Linked DNA regions of Triticum aestivum: region 2 is linked to region 1. Evidence: chromatin contacts called from public Hi-C data. All regions are on one chromosome and are shown on one strand. The core of a region is the stretch at or near the end of the contact, and the rest is flanking DNA. Distances in the headings are between cores, read along the strand shown.

Evidence for each region. Hi-C and Micro-C count contacts between places; a contact is called where the count stands out from the background.
Region 2: a contact with region 1 is called in a Hi-C map of leaf, with 3 times the contacts expected there. The contact joins the promoter of LOC123058096 here to the promoter of LOC123060605 in region 1. A contact is called at or near these places in 2 of 5 Hi-C or Micro-C datasets (both in leaf).

Annotation. Positions count from the first base shown.
Region 1 is chr3A:120,632,478-120,637,649 of IWGSC CS RefSeq v2.1, reverse strand. LOC123060605 (serine/threonine-protein phosphatase 5) reads right to left here and starts at 3,637. Exons shown (of 13, transcript XM_044483386.1): 1 at 3,376-3,637; 2 at 2,217-2,339; 3 at 1,053-1,222; 4 at 897-968; 5 at 575-725; 6 at 37-145. The coding sequence starts at 2,289.
Region 2 is chr3A:121,062,354-121,067,752 of IWGSC CS RefSeq v2.1, reverse strand. It overlaps LOC123058096, which reads left to right and starts at 2,463. Exons shown (of 4, transcript XM_044480921.1): 1 at 2,463-2,663; 2 at 2,770-2,895; 3 at 2,989-3,477; 4 at 4,452-5,180. The coding sequence starts at 2,842. The coding sequence ends at 4,958.

The DNA.
Region 1 (5,172 bases), core at 2,388-4,887:
ATGGATCATGATTGCCATGACAATTACAAACTGTACCTTTTATGTATACATTTTTGTGTCTTGAAATCCTCCAGCATCTGCTTGACGAAATCTAATGTTATTGTATCCCCATCAATTCTTGCTCCAGTATATTGTGGTTCAACTTCTGTAATATCAACAATGTTTGTTTAACTCAACTATAACTGAGATAAAAATACCTATCAGCTATTTTAATAACGAAAGCTCAATTTCACTAATAGAACATGTAATGTTAGCAATATACCAACACAGCACACTACATTTCACACTAAGAACTGTCACTCTCAGCATCTGTTGCTTCACTTAGATTGTGTGCATAATATGCCGAAGCATTAAAAGACTATGAAAGTATAAAACAATAGAAGCAACCAAGAGCTGAATATGGAAGGCACTCTAAAACCAATACAAGAGCTCATGAATACAAGCAAATAGATTTATCATGAAAGAACATACTAATAATAGCACAAGGAAAGAATGCTAGTGTCCCATTTGTAGCCACATTAACATAGAGCAGGAAGTGATGTGCCAAAAAATATGGAAATTCAAAGACAGGTACCTATTATATGATAATCAAGAGAATCTGCTATAGAGCGCCTTTCTGTATCCCCTACAGAAATTGCTTCTTCGAAACGAATTTTTTGGACAGCTTTCTCACACTCTTTCAACTTTCTTGTAGCATCTGGATCATTAGGACAGATTCTTTTCACCTAATAGGAAAATACAATTGCATATATTATTTAGTTGCAGGGAAAGTAAATCCCAATATGGAATCTCATTGTCTAAAAAGTAAATGTAATCGGAGCAGACTATACACAAATGAACACCAATATCCAGTAGTCATATAATTAAGTGGATTTATTAAACAATATGACATATACCTGTTGAAAATCTTTCAGGGCTTCCTTGAATTTTCCCATAGCAAGATATGCTGCACCTCGTCTATAATAACCCTACAGACACAAGTTGTGCAAAAGGTGAGAACCTACAATTTTTTTCCAGCAGCAGGCCCAGGTCATAGTCTCATAGATACTCACTTTCGAATATTTAGGATCAATCTCAATAGCCTTTGTAGCATCCTGGACAGCACTTCCATATTCCTCAAGCTTTGTGTGTGCAAATGCACGATTTGCCCAATAAACCGCATTTGATCCATTCAGATCAATAGCCTGGTCATAAAGCTCTACAGCCTGAGAAAACTTGTTTGCTGGAGGGAAAACATAGCAATAGTTAGGCAACAACAATCATCAAGGAAATCCTAACGCTAAGGGACCCCGTATGCCTCATTTGGATATTAGCATAATGCCGTGAAAGATAGTCATTCAAGTTCAGTTTATTGCCACAAAAGCACATCTAAAACTGGATATGCCTCAACTTCATTTACTAATTAATTAGTGTCAGGTCTAGCTATTAAATTAAATTAAATACAACAAGCAACCCAACAAGTTGGGTCCTTAAATTAAGTGTTGGGGTTCTTAGTCCTCGCCTAAGTTTTTTCCATTTTTCCCGTATTACTCTGCGCAATCCCTTTTTCTCTGAGCGCATTCCTATTCCACCACACATCATCTGCCTCCCATGCACCCGAATGCATGCATGCATGCATTAACTGCTCTCCTTCCTATTCGCCTTATGTTGTGCTAGTGGGGGGAGAAACCAAGAGACCAAATAGGCAATCACAGAGGACTAACCAATCACGGCATGCACATTTATCTCCATTTATAATGACCCTGCTCTCACGATCCATGCAGCTTACTCTAACGAAGGGCAAATTAGCAGTGTTCAAGAAAGTGTTTCTAAGCGACGCTCAGCGCTTGATCGCAAAACGTTTCGCTTTGCCCTTAGTGGTAGATTAAGCGTTTTTTAAAATTGGCTGTTTTGAACTACTTATGCTTGGCTGCTTGCGCAATAATGGCAATATACCATTTATCTTGTTATTAGGGTCTGTTCGGGAACTTTAGCTGCGGCCAATTTCACAAACACACGCACTTTGGCTGCGGCCATTGCTCTAAGTTGTGCCATCCTTTGCTTACACTTTCCGCTTTTTTGAACATTGCAAATTAGTCCAAAAAACGGGAACACTTATACGCAGAGTAAAAAGGACCAGAGGTAGTACAGTTGTAAGGCCCCATTGACAACAATGAGACGATAAAATGGTGGTGTACAATCTAGACATACGACAGGAAGATAACATATATCCTTACCCTTGAAGGCATCGTTTGCCCTAAGTTTGAGTTCCTCAGCCTTCTGCACATTTGAATTTGAACTATCACCCATGATATCGGTTGTGTCTAGTTCATACACAGACTTCAAAGCTCCTTATTCACCTATTTACATCATAAAGGAAATTCGCAAAAAAAAATCAGTCTTGCAAAAAGTTTGATAAAATCCAAAATTTCAAACACACCAAAGCATGCATGTTTAAGAGACTAGTAACTAAGGACTGTTAACATGTTATGTTTGTGCCCAGGCTACTAAAAGACAGCAATTCAATTACTTACTATTACACCATATTCTGGTATGTTTCATGCATTCCATCGTACCCCTATTCCACTTTTGGTTTGACCACTGTGAAATCAGATATGCCATATAAAATTTGCTATGAAAAGCTATTGATGAGTATAACCAATCATTGTTCCAAATATCGGCCAATTATTCGGCATCTCGGTCAGTTAATTGCTACTCGGTGGGTCACCGAATGACCGGTTGACTGATTTATCGGCCAATTAACTGGAAAATTCGCCTACTTATCCTCACTCCGCAACCGACTGATATGGTACCAGTTACCAATATCTTGAACATTGGAACCAATCAACCGGGATAGACGACATTTTGGTCAATATTCCACATGCCTTTGTTCACGCACATGGGGTGGTGCTTCTGCTTATGTTCTTCTGAGCACTTGAGTCAGCTAGATAATGGACGTACTAGGTCCAATTAGAGCTATTGATAAAACATCCCGGCAAGGCCTGGCTTTGTGTGCGATTGCATCACTCCAATTTGCACAAGATATAAACATAAAAGAGATAACAAATCGAAACAATGGCTCGTCCCATGCGCTGACCAGGCTTTTCACTACAGCCAGTAAGTTGCCCTAAATGTTTCCCAGCGGGATGCTACCTAAAATCCACGAGGTCGGGTACCTCTATGAATCGGTCGTCTCCGCAGACGGCAGGCAGTTGATTTGACAGAGGAAAAAAACGAACTTTGAAAAAGTGACCCAACTAGCTTCGGCCCAATCTCTCGAACAGCCTTGGCTGCAGATCTAGATGGCGGTGTGCCGGGGCTCAAGGCCAAAACTTGCAAGGGTTTGATTGGTTAGGGTTGAGGTAACCAATCACTGGATGGCTAAGGAGCTCGTACCTTGGAAACCGCTGTCCAAGGTAGCGGACGGGGTGGAAACGGCTGGGGCAGGGCAGCGGCGCGCGGCGGGGCAGAACGGGAGCGGCGGGGCAGAACGGGAGCGGCGACGGCGGCGGCCGCGACGCGTTCGAGAGGCGAGATGCGTGAGGCGGGGGGCGGCGACGCGCGCTAAGCTACGGCGGCGGCAGGGTGTAGGAGAGATTTTATTGGGTCGGGTTGGAGCTTCGGGTAGGTCAAGACCGACCGAGCACGAGATAGGTCAGGAGCCAGGGGGAGGAGGGACGAGCTTACGGCGGAGAGAAACGAAAACCGGAATGCCAAATGGGCCCTGTTAGGTTGACTGGGCCTTTCGAGCCAGGCTCTCGGAAAAGCCGCCAAAGATGTGCAGGCCGGACCAGTACAACAAAATCATTTTTTTAGAAGAACGGGGAGGCTCCTCCTTGGTTCCATTGCTCGAATGAAACCTCAAAGTCCTTCATACATCAGCTCACTGAGAAGCGCAGTTTAAATGGACAGGAAATAAACTGCCTACACAAGGCAAATACTGCAGAACAGGAGAATGATACATAAGACGCCAGCCAAGAGGCTAACGACTATCTACTCTAGGCACATATCAGGTCCTGGAAGGCCTTGCGAGTCTTCAACGAGGGCACCGCCGTAGCCTGGGGTGACCAACATGCTGTCAAGGTCAGTGTTGGGCTGGAGAATGTTGCTGCTCTGGTCTCCCGCTTCTTGGAAGGAGAGGCGAAGATGGCGCTATCGTTAAAGATCCTCAGCTTGTTCCAAGGGTCCACCGGGGGGGGGGGGGGTCATGTGACACCCCCCTTGTCAGCCACTGATCGTCAAAGGTTGCCGAACGAAGTCTGCAAGATGTGTTGAGAAGGCCTCCAATCTCTCCACACACTTGTGTGGGGATAGCACAATCCAGTTTTTGATAGTTCTTAGGATCAGACTCAACACCTCTTTGATGGAGATCCATAAGGTGTTATTGAAAATGATAGAGTTCCTATATTTTCAAAGACACCAAAGCACAGCAGAGCTGACAGTATTGAGAGTAGAGTTTTTTTATTTGAGACCCAAATTTTGGCTACTGATTTGAAACCAGCCCCAATTTTGATCCCAAAATGCCCTTTCACCAGGGGCCAAATCTGCTTAGCAACTACATAGTCAAAGAATAAATGAGCACTAGATTCAACATCAGAGCAGAAAACACAATCCATAGGTTTAATAATCTGCCTTTTTCTAAGGTTGTCTTCGGTCGTCAGCTTATTATTAGCAAAGAGCCAGAGAAAAACATGAATTTTCGGGGGAACCCTAAGTTTCCAGACACAAAGAATGAAGACTAGTTGCACCCCTCTAAAGCTAATCACATGATAAAGAGAGCTAGCAGAATAAGTCCCTTTGTTTTCTAGTTGCCAAACCAGAGCATTAATATCATCAGTGAAAACGACACTGTTAGCCATCTCCACTAATTGATACCGTTGCTCCATAAGCTTATCATCAAAGTTTCTTCTAAAAGAAAGTTTCAGCTGATGCCCATCCCAAACCTCATTGACACTTTTGGTTTGCTCATTACAAATGGAGTAAATAGGCCAGAATTGCACAACCAGAGGATAAGTGCCAAACCAGGTATCTTCCCAGAATCTTACAGTATTCCCCGACTTAATCTTCCATCTGTAACCAAATTTCAGAGTTTGGATAATGGATTTGATCCCTTTCCAGAATCTAGAGGCCTTGGGGGACAAGTTAGGAGCAAAGATATTTATCCTCCTAGTCATGTATTTGTGATCTATGATC
Region 2 (5,399 bases), core at 1,214-3,713, 430 kb before region 1:
CGGTTCAAGCCACCAACCGGGACCAATGGTGGTGGGCCAAGAGCAAGGCCCATTGGTCCCAGTTCATCCCACCAACCGGGACCAAAAGGTCCAGATGAACCGGGACCAATGCCCACATTGGTCCCGGTTCTGGACTGAACCGGGACTAATGGGCTGACCCGGCCTGGACCAAAGCCCTGTTTTCTACTAGTGTAGGTCTGTGGTGGTACCTGTCGCAGCTGAGTTGGCGTAGTCGACCCCGGCTATTCAGGCACCGGTGTTGGCCCTTCTTGAGGCTGGTCATAGTGGGAGTAACATATATAGGTAGTAACATAGATGCCACATAAGCAAAAGTTGGTGAGGTGCCAAGTAGTTAATGAGGAGAGAGGCAAATAGAGTAACATAATATGTTACCATCACATGGCGCTTCTCAATGCAAAATGAGAGTAATAAATGGAGACATCTTTGTTACCACATGTATAACACTACCCACTATGAAGGTAGTAACATAGACTAATAACATATGCATATTCTAGTCTAAGTTACTCTCCACTATGACTACCTGATGCGGCGCTGGCAGCGTTCTCTGCGTTGGTCGGGATGCCATTGGAGGGGATTGTTGCTTCGGCTTGTGTGCATGGAAACACGAGGGACACTTCTCAAGTTGATCATGCTAGTAAAGGGGCAAGGAAGACAGAGAAATCTTATTGCTACTGGTGTGGTGGGGTCAGCACTTCGTGGTAGATTGTATCATATTTTTATAGGATAACTACTTGAAGTCGAGTCATGCTATGGATGGACGTCCATTTCTATCTATGCCTAAGACGGTGGTCATGGTCTCCAGTGTTTGTGATGATAAATTGTTATTCCTTGAGACCCAGTGCTCTAACTTTAGCATACCTCGGCTTGAGAGCGCCAAGACTGGGCTGGTGCGGGTCACAGGAAGTTCATTAACAGAGGAACATGTGACGCATCATTCTAAGAGGCCTATGTCGGTGGACTTTCATTGGACTCTAGTGCGGTTAGAGGAAAATGTGTATAATGTAGATTTTTCGAGGAAGGAGGATCTTGCTCACCTCATGTTGTTTGGTATTTCCAGGGTACCAGACAACACATGTTTCTTGGAGTTTGACGAGTGGTCGAACCAGGAGCCAGAGGGGACACCCCTGCGGGAGGTTTGGATCAGGTTCCATGGGGCTCCCTCAAAGCCTCTTAATGATTTCATGGAGACTTGGAGCTTTGGATCTTTGGTTAGTAGGACTGAGAAGGTCGACATGTTGTTTATGAGGAGGCATGGGATATCTCGGTTACTTGTAGGTGTGACCAACATTGATGCACTATGAGAGTTTGTGCCTTGGTAATACAAGAGTGCTGGGTATGAACTGAGATTAGAGGTTGAGGGTTTTCTGTTCCAGGATGAGGACCACAAACCTGAGGACGATGATATGGCTGATGGGGATAAGGATAAGGGTGGTGGACATGATGATTTGATGGAGCACAACAAGCGTGGTGCTCCCCCTGATGCGGCGGGGCAACCGCAACCTTGGGGGATGGGGGAAGCCGTCTGTGCCGGCTGTAGGTTTCGAGATCCTCCTAGGTTAGGGTTGGGGTTTGAGGGTGATCGTCTGACCGACACACCTTCTCACATATGAGTGGGCTCAGGTTAACAACCTGTTTCACAGCTCAGCCCAAACAATCGAGGTCCACAGACCAGCAAGATCAGCACACAGACGAACGTCTTACGTTCTGGGCTCACTCAGTCGCACTGTTTGATACTGTATACGTTGATGTATCCTATATTTTCGCTGCTTCCATCGATTTCTGCAAAACCCAAGTCAGGAACCAACACCAGCAATTTCGGGAGCATGTGAGCTCGAGCACTGAATTGTTGCGTCCACTATACCGCTAGACTAAGTCAATATACTTTGCATGGTGCAGCACGCTACCTAGCACTTTTAAATTTGTTGATAGTTAAGTATGCCGTTGAACGAAATGGGACATTTTCTGTACACAACGTACACACCATACTCTGATCGAACGGACACATAACGCTGGCCAAGTAAGTTGGACGGTGTAGGTGTTGCATCCGGCACCGCACACGTCAGACAAGAATCATCGTAGCAGAACTCGCTGTTGAAAAAACACTTTTACAGACTAAGAAAGACCAAGCGGCCAATAATGGAGGGATGAGCACGGCATATACCTTTAGCTGGGTTCCATGGACCCATACTAATCAATTAGTTAATCAACCGATCCTCAAAAAAAATTTAGTTAATCAACCAATTAACAAAATAGCTGTCGTTGCGCGTCACATAAAACAACTAGGGATTTCTTGTCAGCAAAATTTGTTTATGCTCCCATGAGAGGGACATCCATATTTGTTATATGTTCAACTACTAGTGCACAACCGGGGTGACACGCGCATAAAATAAAGAGCCATTTCTTCCTTCTTCCTTCGGAACCAAACTCAGAAGCAACCAAGGCAGGGATCCAACATCTAAACCGAGGCGACCTTTCTTGCTACATATCCCTCTGCATCACGACCTTGTACTTACTTGACTTCACCTTGCACTCCCACAGTCATATAGCTAGTTGCCACTTGGTTGCCTTTCTAGACCATCAGACCAAGAACACACAGCATGTGTGGAAAGATGGATGAGGTTCACCTCCACATGGAGCACAAGGTATGATTTTGTTCAAGCTGGCTGCTGGCAATCGATCTATCTTTGTCTTGTCAAAATTAAAATGCTAATTTTTGAAGTTTTGGTACTTGTCACAAAACAAAAATAGTGTTGACAAGTCGATTTATGTTCACCAATTTAGAGCCTACCCGGTGGAGAATTTGGAGGAGTTCGTGCCTCGATGTCCAAACCTCCGACGTCTAGCACTTCTAGGCCAAACAGCATGGTTGTCAAGGTAACTTGGATTAGTTTCTCGTCTTAGAATCAACAAAGTTGTTTTATGAACAGATGCATGATTCAGAGAAATATTTTGGCCCTCAATTTGCAGAAAGTGTGCCCACGGGAGTACATCCCGCCGCACATCGTGGCGGAGGCAATCTCGACGCTGCACGGCCTCGACCTGCGGTGGTCGGGGCCGATCACGCCCAGCGAGCGGCTCTACGTGGAGCAGTACGTGATGGCCAAGTACCCGCAGTACTCTCACGGACTCATTGAGGAGGAAAGCTGTGACAAGGACGACCTCTACTCCACCTACTATAGCACCGGCAGCATGTCTGCCTCGCCCGAGGGCGGATCCGGCGAGCGGCGGAGGCCGTCGCCGACGGGGTCCCCGTCGTCGGCGAGGCCTGACATCGACATGGTCAGGTTGGAGCCGTCGCGTCTGCTGGACATCCTGACCAAGAAGTCTTCCTTCACGGGGAGCTTCATCTCCATACCGGAGATCCAGGCCAGGAACAGGGTGCTCCGGCACTGCGGACTCACCGACGATGAGTACCTCGTGCTCTTCGCCGCCACGCCCAAGGACGCCATGATGCTGGTAGGTTCAGTTGCAACTTCCTCTTCTTTTTAAAGAAAAGGGTATCCCTCCGCCCCATTTTTATCAGAAACAAGGCAAGAAAATAACCCTCAGGCAGAGCCAAAGTAATAGTGATCTAGAAAATTCTTATCTTTCTTTACAGAAGGAGTAGATAAATTAATAGAGGTCCTTGAACTACTCTCTCTAAACTTCATTGCTTTTACATATGACGGTTAACTGGGTTTTTTTTTCATATCCTAAAGAAGGTTGAGAACCCCGGCCTTTGCTGGCTTGAAGAGAGTCCTAGTTTTCTAGTTTGCCTTTGAGCAGATTGTAACCAAATGTTAGTTGATTAATGAAGCTTCCAATTTCGATGCAAAAATTAAAAACCCGGCCTGTACATCATATTTTAAAGTTATCATGTGATTTATTCAAACGATTACATAATAGATGGTGACACAAATCCAAAAGACATACCAAATGCACATACGGCCACGAGGAGCATCTTCAGGAAAGATGCCGATAATGTAGGGCTATATATAAATCAGCAACCCTGGAATTTTTTTGAGTGGCAACAGAGTATGTTTTATTATGAGAATCTACAACATCCTATAAAATTCCTGCAAGCCAAAAAGGGCCTAAATGTCCAAGTACCTTTTGTTTGTCTTCACTTGCAATGTGTCTTTATGCTCATAGTAAAGCCTAGTAAGTATTTACTGCCTTCATTCAAATAAATAAGTCGCACTCATTTAAGATCTAATTTACCAATGAATTTACCCAATAAATTATGAGTTATGTGTGACAAATACATATACCATTGAATCCTTGAATTTGTATTCAAAAAAAGTTCTCAATTGTGTACTTTTAAGTCACGTAACTTATATGTTATTATTGGTCTAATTGATGGTCAAAACTGAATTTCGAAATATGAGTGTGCCTTAATCATTAGAATGGAGGGAGTATATAATTGGATCCACCTGAAACTTTGTACGCAGATAGGCGAGAGCTACCCCTTCTTCCGGAGCAACTACTACATGTCAATCCTAGCCGACGACCGCGACTGCATCCACGCATTTGCGGCGTACAAGGAGGCCAAGGTCATCGCGGCGCCGGAGTCGTGGCTGGATCTCCGCATCAAGGGCTCACAGCTCAGCCAGTACTTCCGCCGCAAGTCAAAACTCACGCACAAGGGCCTCTTCGCCTACCCAGCCGTCTCCGCCGCAGCCCCCGCCACCGACGACGGAATCGCCCCGCCACCGCCGCGCTACTCCATGCACTGGGTCTCCGAGGCGCACCGCAACGGCTGGCACGTGCTCCTGGACGCCACCGCGCTGGTCGTCGGCGAGGACCGGCTGCCGCTGTCGCTGCACCGGCCGGACCTCGTGCTGTGCACGCTCGACGACACGCACTCGCAGCAGCCGTCCGCCAAGGTGACATGCCTGCTCGTCAGGAGGCGGTCCTTCGACACCTCCGCCCTGCCGCAGCCGCAGCAGAAACAGTGAATGGAGTGGTGATCCGGTCTCGCCCTTGCTAACACGAACTACTGCTGTCGCCGTCTCATCGTGCGTGATGTGCTTGCATGTCCCGCAAAATAAAGCTGCATGCACGGATCTGCTTGTCTATGAGTAAGGGGTGTGTGTGTGTATGTTTGAGCACGAATTGTTTCGGGGTTTTTGGAAGACGGAACACATGTACATCTCAACTGGTTATGTTAATCGTTTTATATCTAATAAGGCGAAACAATACTCTATTTTCTTCCACATAAACGGAGACAATACTCCCAACCCTAGCCGTGGCCACCAAAACATCCCTAAACGTCGCCGCCTTGGTCCCCACTCCTGATCTTCCCTGTCCGGCAGCCTCGTTGTTGGCTAGAGAAATGGGGCTTTGTCCGTCTCGTTTTTTTTCTTCGTTGTTTCTCTGATGACATCGACGAGATGGTG